Linked DNA regions of Anas platyrhynchos: region 2 is linked to region 1. The links are chromatin contacts, called in public Hi-C maps. All regions are on one chromosome and are shown on one strand. The core of a region is the stretch at or near the end of the contact, and the rest is flanking DNA. Distances in the headings are between cores, read along the strand shown. Region 1 has its middle 41 kb from the start of GPR26. Region 2 has its middle 39 kb from the start of CPXM2.

The links. Hi-C and Micro-C count contacts between places; a contact is called where the count stands out from the background.
Region 2: a Hi-C map of F1 follicle shows a contact between it and region 1, with 4 times the contacts expected there. The contact joins two enhancer-like sites. A contact is called at or near these places in 2 of 8 Hi-C or Micro-C datasets (F1 follicle and subcutaneous adipose tissue).

What each region holds. Positions count from the first base shown.
Region 1 is chr6:37,337,100-37,343,103 of IASCAAS_PekinDuck_T2T, forward strand. No RefSeq gene overlaps it. Among named protein-coding and RNA genes, the nearest start is that of GPR26, 41 kb to the right of the region's middle. Within about 2 kb of position 1,957, at least 2 of the 8 cell types and tissues checked have an H3K27ac peak or open chromatin away from gene starts, as enhancers often do. A contact at or near this core is called in F1 follicle, where this site is marked.
Region 2 is chr6:37,525,349-37,531,513 of IASCAAS_PekinDuck_T2T, forward strand. No RefSeq gene overlaps it. Among named protein-coding and RNA genes, the nearest start is that of CPXM2, 39 kb to the left of the region's middle. Within about 2 kb of position 4,568, at least 1 of the 8 cell types and tissues checked has an H3K27ac peak or open chromatin away from gene starts, as enhancers often do. A contact at or near this core is called in F1 follicle, where this site is marked.

The sequences.
Region 1 (6,004 bases), core at 707-3,206:
TCATCTTGAGAATACAGCTATGAGGTCTGTTTCAAGGGATGTCCTTCAGCAGGCAGCATGAATTGTAAAATCAGTCACACAAATGGCCTACCATATATAAAAATAACCAACATATCAACAGGACTGAAGCCAAGCAGCAGTTAAAATAACTACTAGACCAGTAACACTAAATTTACAATGCAGCTCAACAGATACATCTGGAAAGGAAAAGTGCAGGCCATTTTTAGTTTGATTTCTATTATTACTTCATTTTTTATTCAAGATATGAAACATTCTGAAAAGCAAATGCTAAGAATTGGAAAAGACTGACATAACAGTATGAAATACAATGAAATAAAACTGATACGGGAATGTTCCTGTCTCTAATGAGACAAATGCTGTGGCTGAGATAAAATTTGAGATTATCTCTGTGGTGAAAAAGCTTCCCGAGGTTGATACTGCAAGTCCTGCTCCTGCTGCACAGAGTTTTGCTCTTTTCCATGGTACTGCTTTACGTATAAATCTTGCCCTGTTAGTGCAGGTATGAGTCAGCAACTCCCTTTTAAGTCAAACTGTATTTATTTGTAGTACTTTTCCTAAAGTGTTGAATGTGTTTGTTTGGAGAGCTCCAACAGGAGGATGGAGGGGAGGTAACAAGGTAACATGCGCAATTACAAGGACTTTGACTGCAACAGAATGTAAGTCTCTTATCCTGTTCTGAAATCCCACTGCAAAACTTCCTATATCAGCATATTCTTTCCTCTTTGCAGGGAACCAAGGTTGTTTTCTTCCTGCTGAAACACCTTTTTTCAAGATTCATCCAAGCTCAGATAATCTGTATGATAACTGAGGTTTGAGAGCCCCAAGTTCAGCTCCCAGCTTCCTGTTGGATTTCCTGTGAGACCTCACAATCCTTCAGTGACTAAGTGCAGGCTCACAATGCCAGAAGGGTAGAACACCTGAAAATGAATTTCCCACACCCTGTATATAAATTTAACCAAGTTTGCTGCTGTGCTGGCAGCTGCCAGGTGTTCATGAGCACTGATCCCTTTTATCAGACGGTTTCCAAGGGGTGCAAGCAGGTGCACCAGGCTGCGTGCACAGGGTGTCTGTAACCCCACAGATGTCTGTAAGAGAAGAAATATGCTCTCAGGCTTTTGATAGTTTAATTGTGTGAAATACATCAGTAATGTTTACTTAGTAATCAGTAATGTTTACTTAGCAATTGGTAATGTTTAATTAGTTATGTTAGTAAGGAGGAAGTCTTTTTAGACTCTGGAAACCAGGCTTTGAAGTTCCTCTGCTGCTGCAGCACTGAACAAACAAAAGTCCTCAGAGCAGGCTGATGGTTTCCAAGAGAGGCAGGATGAGCATTTGGCTAAGGAACCGACATCCCCGGGGACCTTTCACCTTTGGGATCTCGCAGACACCACCCTTACTCCCCCCTTGCTCCGCCAGAGAGAGGCTCGCTCGTTCTTCCAGCGTTTGCCCCGGCCACCCCCCGGCTCCTTCCTTGCATCAGCACCGCCGGCCGGGTGCCGGTGCCCCGCTGCCGCCGCGCGGGGGGGCCGCCGAGCCGCCGCCGGGCCGGGGCCGCTCGCTGCCGGCTGCAGCCTCCTGCCGCGACCCCATCGGGACCTCCGGCCGCGCTCTTCCCCGCCTGGGAAGCGACTCCAGGGGCGTCTTCCAGATGCTTTAGGAAGGTGCTGGCAAAAAAGGGAGGAGGGGGGCTGCAGCCCTCAAGCTCTGCAATTTCATCACTGCAGGCGGTGCTGGTGCGCTCTCTCCGTGCTGCAGGACGCTTTGCTTTCTGTCCTGACGCTGCTCAAAATCCCCCACTCAGGAGAGCTTGCTGCATGCTACTATATTATTAACTTCCAGACACATCAAAACCTTGGTCTGCCCGTGGCTATCCCAAAGGTATAAACATGATGCAGGGAAAACTTTTGCTCCAGAAAGTTTTTTTTTTCTTTTTTTTTTTTTTTTCTTTTCTTTTTTTGCTGGTGTTACAGGCTGCAGATTTTATGAGTTATATGCACTGCTGAGGCCAAGAGGCCATGTAGGAGATTAAAGGAAAAAAAAGGTTCTCTGCAGCCCAGCTGCTGGCTACCAGGGCGTATGGGGGGGTGAGAGGGGCAGGCATTGAGGTGCTACTACCAGGGTTAGGTGCATAGATCTGGGAAAGAGTTATTATTTAATACATCCTGTTAAAGAAGATGTGAGGGTGTCGAGTGAGTGTCAACAATATCATCCCCCTAGGGGTCAGGGGCAGCACAACCCCACACCACCCACACCTTGCTTACAACATGCCCTGGCTTCAAACCAAGCAACTGTGAGGAAAACTATGAACAATGTCAGCCACCCTGAAAAATGTGAAGGAAAATGTCCACAAAGGGATACAACAGCACCAGTCAGTCCTGCTGTGGAGTTTGCACCCTGGATATGGAGCTGGAAATGTTTTTCTCTAGGGTCTGGTAGGGACATCCTTAAAATCCTAGAACCTCTTACCCTTCCTCATTGAGGATGTGAAGGGTGCATCAGCACAGCCATGGCAGGGAAGGTCAGTGATGAAGTTTGTGGTGGCATGAGCAAATTAGGATCAAGCTTCATCAGTGCTTGGCTGATGAGTCAATACACAATGTTCTTCCTCAGTTCTTAAATACAGTGTCTCGGTCAAGCCCCTGTGTTAAGCTGCTATGATTCCTGGCTGAGCTTCAAACAGAGCTTTCCAAAAAATTCTCCAATTCCAGGTTTCACACAGGTCACACATACTCACTGTATAATGTGTTTGCAGAAGTTTCTGAATTGTGAATACTTTACAAAATGTATTTTAAATAAAATAGAACTTTAAAATTATCTCAGTTATACCTGTTTTCAATGTCTTTTATATTTCACTTCACTGTGACTTTATAAAAAATCCTGACAACTGCTTTCATTTTGTAGATGATTTACAGCAATACACCCTGCAGCACCCCCTGTGTTCCTGGGGTTACAGTCTCTAACAATTTTTTGATTGTCTCTTTTTGCTTCTGTGTGATTATTTCTTCTGTACAAGAGGATAACTGAGTGAGATATAACCATATGAATGTTCCTCTGATTACTTGTGATGGCTGAAATACACTAAGGAGGATTTCTCAGCATTAGGAAACTCTCCAACAACATGCACCAGAAATGAAGACCAGAGAATTTAGATTTCTAAGAAATGAGTGGCCAAGGTCATTAATACCATCTATAGATTCAAGCAGCTGGGAAATAGCAGGGATATAAAGCTAAAACCACCCAGATACCACATTTAGTGCAGACTTGGGAACCTGCCTAGAGACTTTTCTTGGAAATTCAGTATCAGAGGCAGCTGGTGGTGGCATATGCAAGGGCTGTAGGACGAGGAGTAGACACACACTCTGGTTGTACAGTCTCAGCTGGCAACTGCACCATGAACCCACAGAACATAAACAAAACTAACACAATAGATCAACTTTTGCCTCTCAGATACAGTGCACCTTCATAATAGTGTTTTCCTTGAACTTTACCTCATTACTTTCCAGAGTTGTTTATGAACACCATTTTTTAATTTCTTCATCATTCAAACTTGCTGATTCACTTTTTTTTTTTTTTTCAGCAAATATTCAGAACCTCCTCCTGTATACTCACGAAAGTCAAGTCATATCTTACCTGTTTGTTTTCTCTTTGATTATCCTTATGAGAAAACATTTGGGCTGAGAATTTCCAAATGAAAAAAAAATAAAAAATAAATCCATCCTGGTAAAACAAATGCAAACCAGGGTTTTTGTAGAATAGTAACATGTTCCTCTTTCTTTTTCTTCCGTCCTTATCTCATTCTCTTTCTCTCTTTTCTTTCTCCCCTCTCCTCATTCTTTTTCTTTCTTTTTTTTTTTTCCCCAGCAAGAGCTGACCAAAGCGAATGAGCACCCTTTTCTATTACCCGCACAAGCTTTCAGTCAAATCACTCGTAGCATATGGTGCAATGTAACATGAGTAGAAGCAGCAGAATCTTTCCCTTAAGCGATTATTTGTACCAAATAGCTTCCTGATTAAAAAGTTTACCATGGCTTTGTATTTTTATAGTTTTCTTAATTAGTTCAGCTGTTAAACTTAACAATGTGCTGTCAAGATCAGTTGGAAGATTTAAGCCTTGATTTAGACACACCTTGGCCTCTGGCTATACAAATATGTCTCCAGTAGCAGCAAATAAAACAGCAGTGGCTTCAGTGAGTTTCCGGAGGGCTGAAAAAGAGAACACCCAGAACAGAATTGTCAGAATTGTCAGAATTTCAGAAATGTCTGAAACATCAATTAAAGTTTCCCTTTGGGGGCAGCCCATGAGAAATGATTGTTGTTACAAACAACTGGCTTTTGAGCTCCAGCAATGGTATACTCGGCATGAGCTGAGAAGAGAAACTGCTACAAAACAAAAGTAACAGGCAAGAGTCCTGATGTCTTGTTTCTGCACAAATGCTGAGAGCTTGTTTCCAGACTGGACTGCCCCTTCCCTTCTCCTGTACAATGTTTGCCATGGGCACATGAAAACCACTAAACAAGCTAGATGCCATCATGTATAAACCTCCTGTGCTTTTCCCCACTTAACAATAGGTAGCTGTTAGACTGGCTTTACAGCTCCACAAGTGGTGTGTTGAGAGGAAAGCTTTGCCAGCCACTGTAGCTTATAGGTTTTATTGCTGGTGGCAAGATTTATTTGCTCAGATATATCCTTGATTTTATGTTTGCCAAAAGGCAAGTAATCAGAGCGATGAGTTCTGGCATCTCTGTTGTTCAAAGGAATGTCAATTAATACAGATAGTCATAGGCTGATCATTATCACTGTTATTAATTATTATTCTTTATAATAGAATATTATAGACTTATCCTTTATAAGTCTCCTTGGACATTTGCAAGCACGCTCTACTCTTGTGGCTGTTAACCAGCATTGGGATAGATGCTGGGGATGGCACAAGGGCCTTTTGACATGTGATTATGATCAATTCTCATGCTTGTATTGGCCAGTTTCAAGGGCTGGGAAGCTCTCCAAGGTGTTAAGCTTCCTGGATGTCCTGTGTATGCTTATAGGTCACATTTCTCTGCAGAGTGGATACCAAGCAGCACATGTGCTATGTAAAATATGACTTGCCTTGTTCTCTACAGCAGAATCACTGGGCAGGTAGGAATTAACTCCTGCAGCAGAAAACATGCTTGTGCAAACATCTGTGGGTGAAGAACTTCACACCAGTGGAGACCTGAGCCCAACAACAAAACTAATATTAAATTCTGCAAAGAGAATATCTTTGTGTTTATTCTGCTTCAAGGTCATTAAACAGTACCACTTCTTTTCTCCCCAGTTGTCCTTATGATTTTCAAATGCTTCTGGGTAGGCCAATAGGTATATTATTTGTACTCTTTAGATGAAAGATGCTGTAAAGTGTATACAACTATTTTGTCAGATCAGATTGACCATTAAACTGTGCTTCTCCTGAATCCTATTAAGTTACCTCAATTTAGAGTGCACAGTAAATCACGAAAAACAGAAATTACACAGTGGTTATGCATCCTGTGAAAAATGTGAGTGGGAAATCATGCCTTTGATTATAAAAGATGAAATGTAAACTGCATACAGTCCGGTGCAGCCTGGCTCATTTATATTGCCTCGCATCCTGGTATGTTGCTTATGAAGTGGCAACATATGGAGCTGAGTGCTGACAGAGATGACAAACTGCATTTCCAGAAGCAGCACAGGCTGCCTTTATGGGCATTAATCAACAAACTGAAAGGCCTGAAATGAAGGGGAAATAAATTAGAAAAAACAACAAAGAGGACTTGGGAGATTAAAAGCAAGGAGGTTCCTCTGGATGTGGCTCAAAGCCTGAAGAAAGGCAGACCAACACCTCTGCATGGCATCAGGAGGAAGTCTGTGTGCTGTAGGCATCTCCTTCTTGTGTGCTTTTGTGCTCTTCAAGCGTCTGAAGTCCTTAGTTAAATCTGTGAGAGACAGCAAAGGAAAAAATAAGAAGAG
Region 2 (6,165 bases), core at 3,318-5,817, 190 kb after region 1:
ACTAGATTTCCAGTAGAATTATTTCCTGAGCCATAATTACAGGGGTAATCCCAGTATGCACAAATCTATGAGAGGGCAGGAACAGGCTCTACAGATCCCAGCACTTAGCCTCTGCTTGTGTCTATAGGGGCAGCACATAGATGAATTTCCCTTTTACTTGTTTTATTGTGACTGGATTACACCTTTTCATTTTTCATTGCAAAGTCTGCAATGTTATTTTGTGTGGTCTTTATTTTCAGAGTGGAGTTCAAGCAGTTGCAGTTGAAATAGTCTTGTGATTCTGACTGAATTTTTGTTTAATCCCTAGCCAGTAAGAAATCTTTTGAAGTAACAAAGCTATGCTTCTCCGTGGGTTGATCTGGACACACAATAATCAGAGAGAGACAGCAGGCAAATGTACTTTGGAGCAGAAATCACAGGTTTGATGCTAGATCCCTTACAGCTCTGGAGAGCTACTCTCCTCAGGTTTTGGCTCTTGTTTTGCATACTTTCCCCTTGCTCCAAAGAGAAGAGCAACAGTGTGAGGTTCTCGGTCTATTAAGCCCTTCAGTCCCCCCTGCTGCTGGCCTAAGACCAAGTGACATAACCCTTGCTGCAGGGTCTGCCTTGCATTTGCTGAGCAGCCCCGCTGGCCTTCCACTGCACAGATCCCTGCTCCACGGCATGGCTGCAGCTCGCAGGGCAGCCCCACGGCCGAGATACAGGCTGGGACCACCAGAGAAAAAATAAGCTCATGGTTATGCTGTGGAGTTCATCTGTGGTGCATGAAACAGAGAAGGAAAAAAACAGCTTGAGGTGCATAAGTCCAGGCTGTGGCTTGGGCAGACATGCTCTGGATCTGCTGCCTCTTGAAAGAGTACCTTGAAATCCAGCTGACTGTTACACGGCTGCCATAAAACATGCAGGTGCAAAAGCATGGCAAACAAGAAAAAAAATGCACAGAAAAGACTGAGGTAGAGGAACAGCCTGAAAGTGATGCCTCTTCTTTCATCTCCGTCTCCCTCAGAGGAGTGCAGTTCCCATCACACAGGAGGATGCAAGGTGGTTTTGCACCTCTCTTGGGCTGCCTTGCACACCTCAAGAATATGAAGAGTTCCTACATATAAACCAGATTGCTTCAATACAGAGGAGAAGCACAGTGCTGCAGCTCCACAAACAATACACAATGCTGGAACAACCTGAAAACATATTTTCCCAACTATGTTCAATAAATCATAAATACAAGATTGTAGACACCGGAAATAGGTGTTGCTGCCACTTACAGTCCTATTCAAATTGACTTTGGAGCTTGTGAAATGATTTCTAAACTGCAGTGAACAGAACTGCATGTACATCTAAGTATCCTCTTGTGACTTATTCAGAGAAGATATTTATCTTGTCTGGGCTTGTCTCTCAATGTATATACTTTCCATCTCTTAAACATAGAAAAAATTGGAAAATTATAATTCAAAGGAAAATTATTTATAATTTAGCCTTCATCCTGCTGGGTCAGAGTGCAGGAAAAGATTTTGTCATCAAAATGTGCTTTGAGGTAGCAATTCCAGGTCACCATCCAAGTGTCCAGCTTGGCTGTCCTGCAGCTGTGCTGGTGCTGTCACAAGTGTTCACTCTCTCCTTTGGCCCCAGTAATCATGATACGTGTTTAAAGACAGTTTACACTTTATTTAGGAGACATTCATTATACTGAAATTTTATTCAGGTGGCATCTATGGTTTTGTGTACCAGCTTAACATGTGAACCTGAACTTGTGTTATTTGTGTTACATCTGCACATTAAAACTGGGCCAGTGTGACAATGCGTCGAGGACAACCAGGAACCAGCTCGGCTTATTCTGGGGACTTGTGTGAGCTGCAGAGCAGAAAATCTGCAACATGTGTCTAGAAATCAGTTGCTCTGGGGAAAAGTAGGACAAATATGTTAGGAGAACCAGGCCTGGATGGCTAAACAAAAATGTGGTGCAAATAGAACAGACTAGCAATATACTATGAGGTCATGTGTTTTGTTTTTTTTTTCATTTTTTTTTTTTTTTCCCCTTAAGCATATGGTAGATATCATAACATCATGTCAATCAACAGACCTCCTAAAATGCTACATAACCTGATTTTCAAAGCTCCTACATCTATGTTAATATGTCACAGAGAGAACATGAAGTTCTGTACTGGTAACTGATGCTGTTAATCACAGCACTGCCTATACTATCTAGAAGCCTGGCATTTAGTATTTGCTATGGAAACTGCTTCACAGCTTTGCACTCTTTATTGCTCTCTGGTCTTCTGAACTATTAATATAGAAAATCACCTTTTTTTTTTTTTTTTTTTTTTTTTTCAGAGCCCTAGTGAGATGGCAGACATCTATTTTTGAAAGGCAGTGTCAATCTGTTTTAACTGTGTGCAAGTTCTAATGACAGAAAATTATTTAAATAAATAAATAAATAAATAATCCAATATTTTCTTGGTTCTTGGCTTTAGAAACCACCAGTTTTTTGCTACCTTCACAAAGCCTTGTAAAAAACTCTGTGTATTTAAAAATATCAGGATATTAATCAATTAGGTTCCTCATATCCCCCTTTGCCTTGTTTTATTAAAGTAAGTGGTTAAGCAAGTAACAAGCTGGTACTTAGCAGCAGGCGAATTCCTTCCTATGTCTGTACACAGGGCCCTCCAAGTCTGTCTTTTGTCCATCCCATCTGGAGCTATGTGTGGTAGCCAGCACATCCACAGGCAGACACAGTCATTAAAATTGTCTGAGTCCCATGTAGGTGCATTAGCTGTAAGACAATATTCCTATAGGTTTGGTGACTACAACCCTGAGCTGGGTGTTTTATTACCTGTAGCCAATCCTTGGTGCAGTATAGAATTCATGAAAATAAAGAAAATGTGAACAATGTGAACTCTTCAGAAAAGTGATCCTAAGAGCAGAAACAGTTTTTAAGCACCCACAGGCAAGTGCACTTCAAATTTTAAATAATTAATGTGTAAAAATTCTTAGATCCCTTCCACGAGAGCAGTGACCAGTGAGTATTTCTCACTATTTAGCTCCCCTTACAGTCAAAGGACCAAATCAGGCTGGCACCAGCCCCAGTTTCTCCACCAACCCCTTGGGACTGCCCTTGGAACCTTTCATCTCTCACCATCCTGAGTCCTCCAGTCCTCAAGCACTTCAGTTCCTGGACTTCATGGTGCTAAAATTCCCAATCCCCTGGCTCTGCCAGGAGTTTAACTGCAGCAAAGCCTGCCTCCTGCAGTGCCAGACACCTACGGCTTCTGCCTCCTGAGGTTTTATCATGCTCATGCTAGTACATGTAGCCTAGTCCAAGTGCTTTGAACCTTCTGGCCTCAAAAGCTTAGGATTTTGATTGCTTGCCGAATTGTTCTGTCTCAAATACCTGTGTTAGCTCATGCTGCGCTGCCTCAGCCCCCCAGCCTTTAATTACACAGCAACACGTACCCACTGGCGTGTTCACTGAATAATACAGACTTCTGTAACACACAGAGGAGAATGGAAAACTATTGAAAATCAGCTTAATGTAAATGTATATATTCAGTACTTTCCAAATACAGTTTTTTAAAAGCTCAGCCACAGATACAAGAACAGGTCTGCTCTGCAGCACCACCTGCTGCAAAGAAATATGCTTGGTTTGACATCGAGCTCGAGAAACGTAACTGTTGAATCAAGGCACACATCATGCTCCTGTGGATTTGGGTTGGGAACAAGTGTTATAGGATTTACCTTGGGCCAAATGACGCAGCACTGCTGCACGGGGATTCAAGGATTGGCTCATATGTCCCTGTTTAAGAGGTGTTACTTAAATCCAGGTGGTTTTTTTCAGTCTAAGAAACTTTTTCAATGTTTTGGTAGTACTGCTGTGGCAGGGGATATTTCAGCTCCCCTCAGTTTGGTAATATTAACGTAAGGCAACACAGCATTTAAAAATATTTCTAAATGATTCAATAAACACTGAACTGACAGTTTAGCGTGCAACTGCTACAAAACTATTTTTTAGTGGTGAAGAATTTTTCATCTCTGTTTTTCCTGATATATTATCCTGTAGGGTATGTAAATAATGCACCAAAATAATAAATTCACAGAATCTGGGCTTAGGTTTGCCCATCACAATAAGAAAGAGGATTTTTGTTTATTACCTTTAAAATCCTTATCGGTCGTGTTGAGCTCTGAGAAGGGATTTGTGTTGGGCAGGATGGATCAGAGCAGCCTGGAAGATGTGCTGGGTACCCCAGTGCTGGCTGGCTCCCGCAGGAGGGTGAAAGGGGATTGCAATGCCGATGCCACGATACGACCAGCATCAATGGCACTCTCAGTTAATACACTCCAGGGTGGAAATGGCCCAGCTGTGCACCTTTTTTTTCCTTTGCCTAATTCTCCAGGTGCTCTTTGTGTTATGCTGGGTTATGGTGAGCTCGGTTACATACGATTTATGTTGCGTTAGGCATGCATCTGTGTTGTGTGGCGTTGAGAGCCGCCTTCCCTCTGCCCCTCGGTGCAATTGTAGGGAAATCTCCGCTAAACCCTTTCTGCAGGCTGTGAGCCGCAGCTGTCCCAGGCATGCCGGCTGAATTTCCAGCTATGCCCTGCCCTCTTGTGGTGTCCTGCCTGCCTCACCGCTCCTTGCTGCTCCCCAACAATCAGTGCCGGAGGACCACCCCCCCCTCCCCAAGCCCCAGTGATGCTGCGGGTACAGATCGGTACCAATGTGCACCTTAGTGAACCAATCAGGGGAAAATTACAGAAAAAAATAAAAATAAAAAATCTCCTAATGCCAACACTTTCCTCTTCTTAGCTATAAATGCAGCATTTAGCCCCTCTTTCAGATTTTTTTAGCCCAGTCTTATAGCTCCCGTTTTTATGTTGGCCCTTTCCCCATAATAATATAGTTGTTTTATTCCCTTTAATATAGTTTGCTCCTTCCGAAGCATTAATGCAGTGAGTGGCTGTTTTACGAGCCAGACAGAGGCAGCTGAGAGCCTTTCTGCAGATCCCATCCCACCCCTCCTTACCTTGAGGTGAAATCTCCCAGTACAACACGAAACAAAAAGCCCAGTCCCTGGTGAGCTCAGCTGATACCTTTCCAGCCAAGGCAACATGGTTTCCCCAAGTTATATCATTATTTTCTTGTCCTAAGCCTTTTCAGCTGATCAAAAAATCAATTCTTCCTTTCCATCTGACAGCTGCATGTCTCTCCTCTTTCTGCTTATTTCTCTGTCCAATTTCTTCTATTTTTTTGGCTACCTTGCTTGGTTTTATTTTCTTCAGTGCAATTTTGCACAATCGATTTCTCTCACCACTCCAGGATTTCATTTGACTCAACTGCAAGACTTCTTTCCTATGTCTCCCCCTCCTATACCTTCCTGCAACTGTTGTGTCACATCCTTTGGTCCTTGGTTCAAAAACCGGGGGAAAAGACCCAGCTTGGTTGGCTGTGCTGTGAGCATCACTGGTGAATAAGGCCTTTGGTCTCTGGGAAATTTAAAATATAAAATGTAAAATATTTGATAATTGGGATGTGCTGGTTTTAGATTTATCAAAAGCTAAAGCTCACATTATTTGCAAGTCATCTGTGGTTTAGGCCCCTGGAGCCTGAAATAAAGAAAGTTTTAGGAGCTGCTCCCAGGATGAGTTTTTCCTTCTACTGCAATGCTCTGAGTGCAAGCTCAACCCTTCCCTTTGCTCATTCCCATTCATTATTAAAGTAGAAGAAGAGATCATTTTCTAAGTGTGTGCACTACAGCCAGATGGAGGAAATAACTGTGAATTAGTCTGCACTCCGTTTTAATAGTGAACGGCTTAATGATAGCTTGCCTGTGTTTTCCTTGGGGAAGATGCTACTTGCAATGCCACCACTGCCATGCAATGAGTTGTTACCCCAGCAACTGCTACTTCAGTGACTAAATGCCAATTTTAAAGCTCTTAGGGTTATATTTTCAGCATTCTTCCTCTAGATCATGCACGGCAGATGGATGTACCTGGGGAGCAGGAGGGGCTGGGGACCCCTGCTGTCCCCATGGTCCCTCTGCTCTGGTGTGAGCATCCTGTGCCAGGCAGTGCTGTTAGTGCCCCAGCCCCAGAGGCATTAACCAGCTCACTGCCCTATACAGGCATTTTTTTTGCTCAGCAAGTGGATGCTCAGAAGCTGTGAGGGTGAGGGAC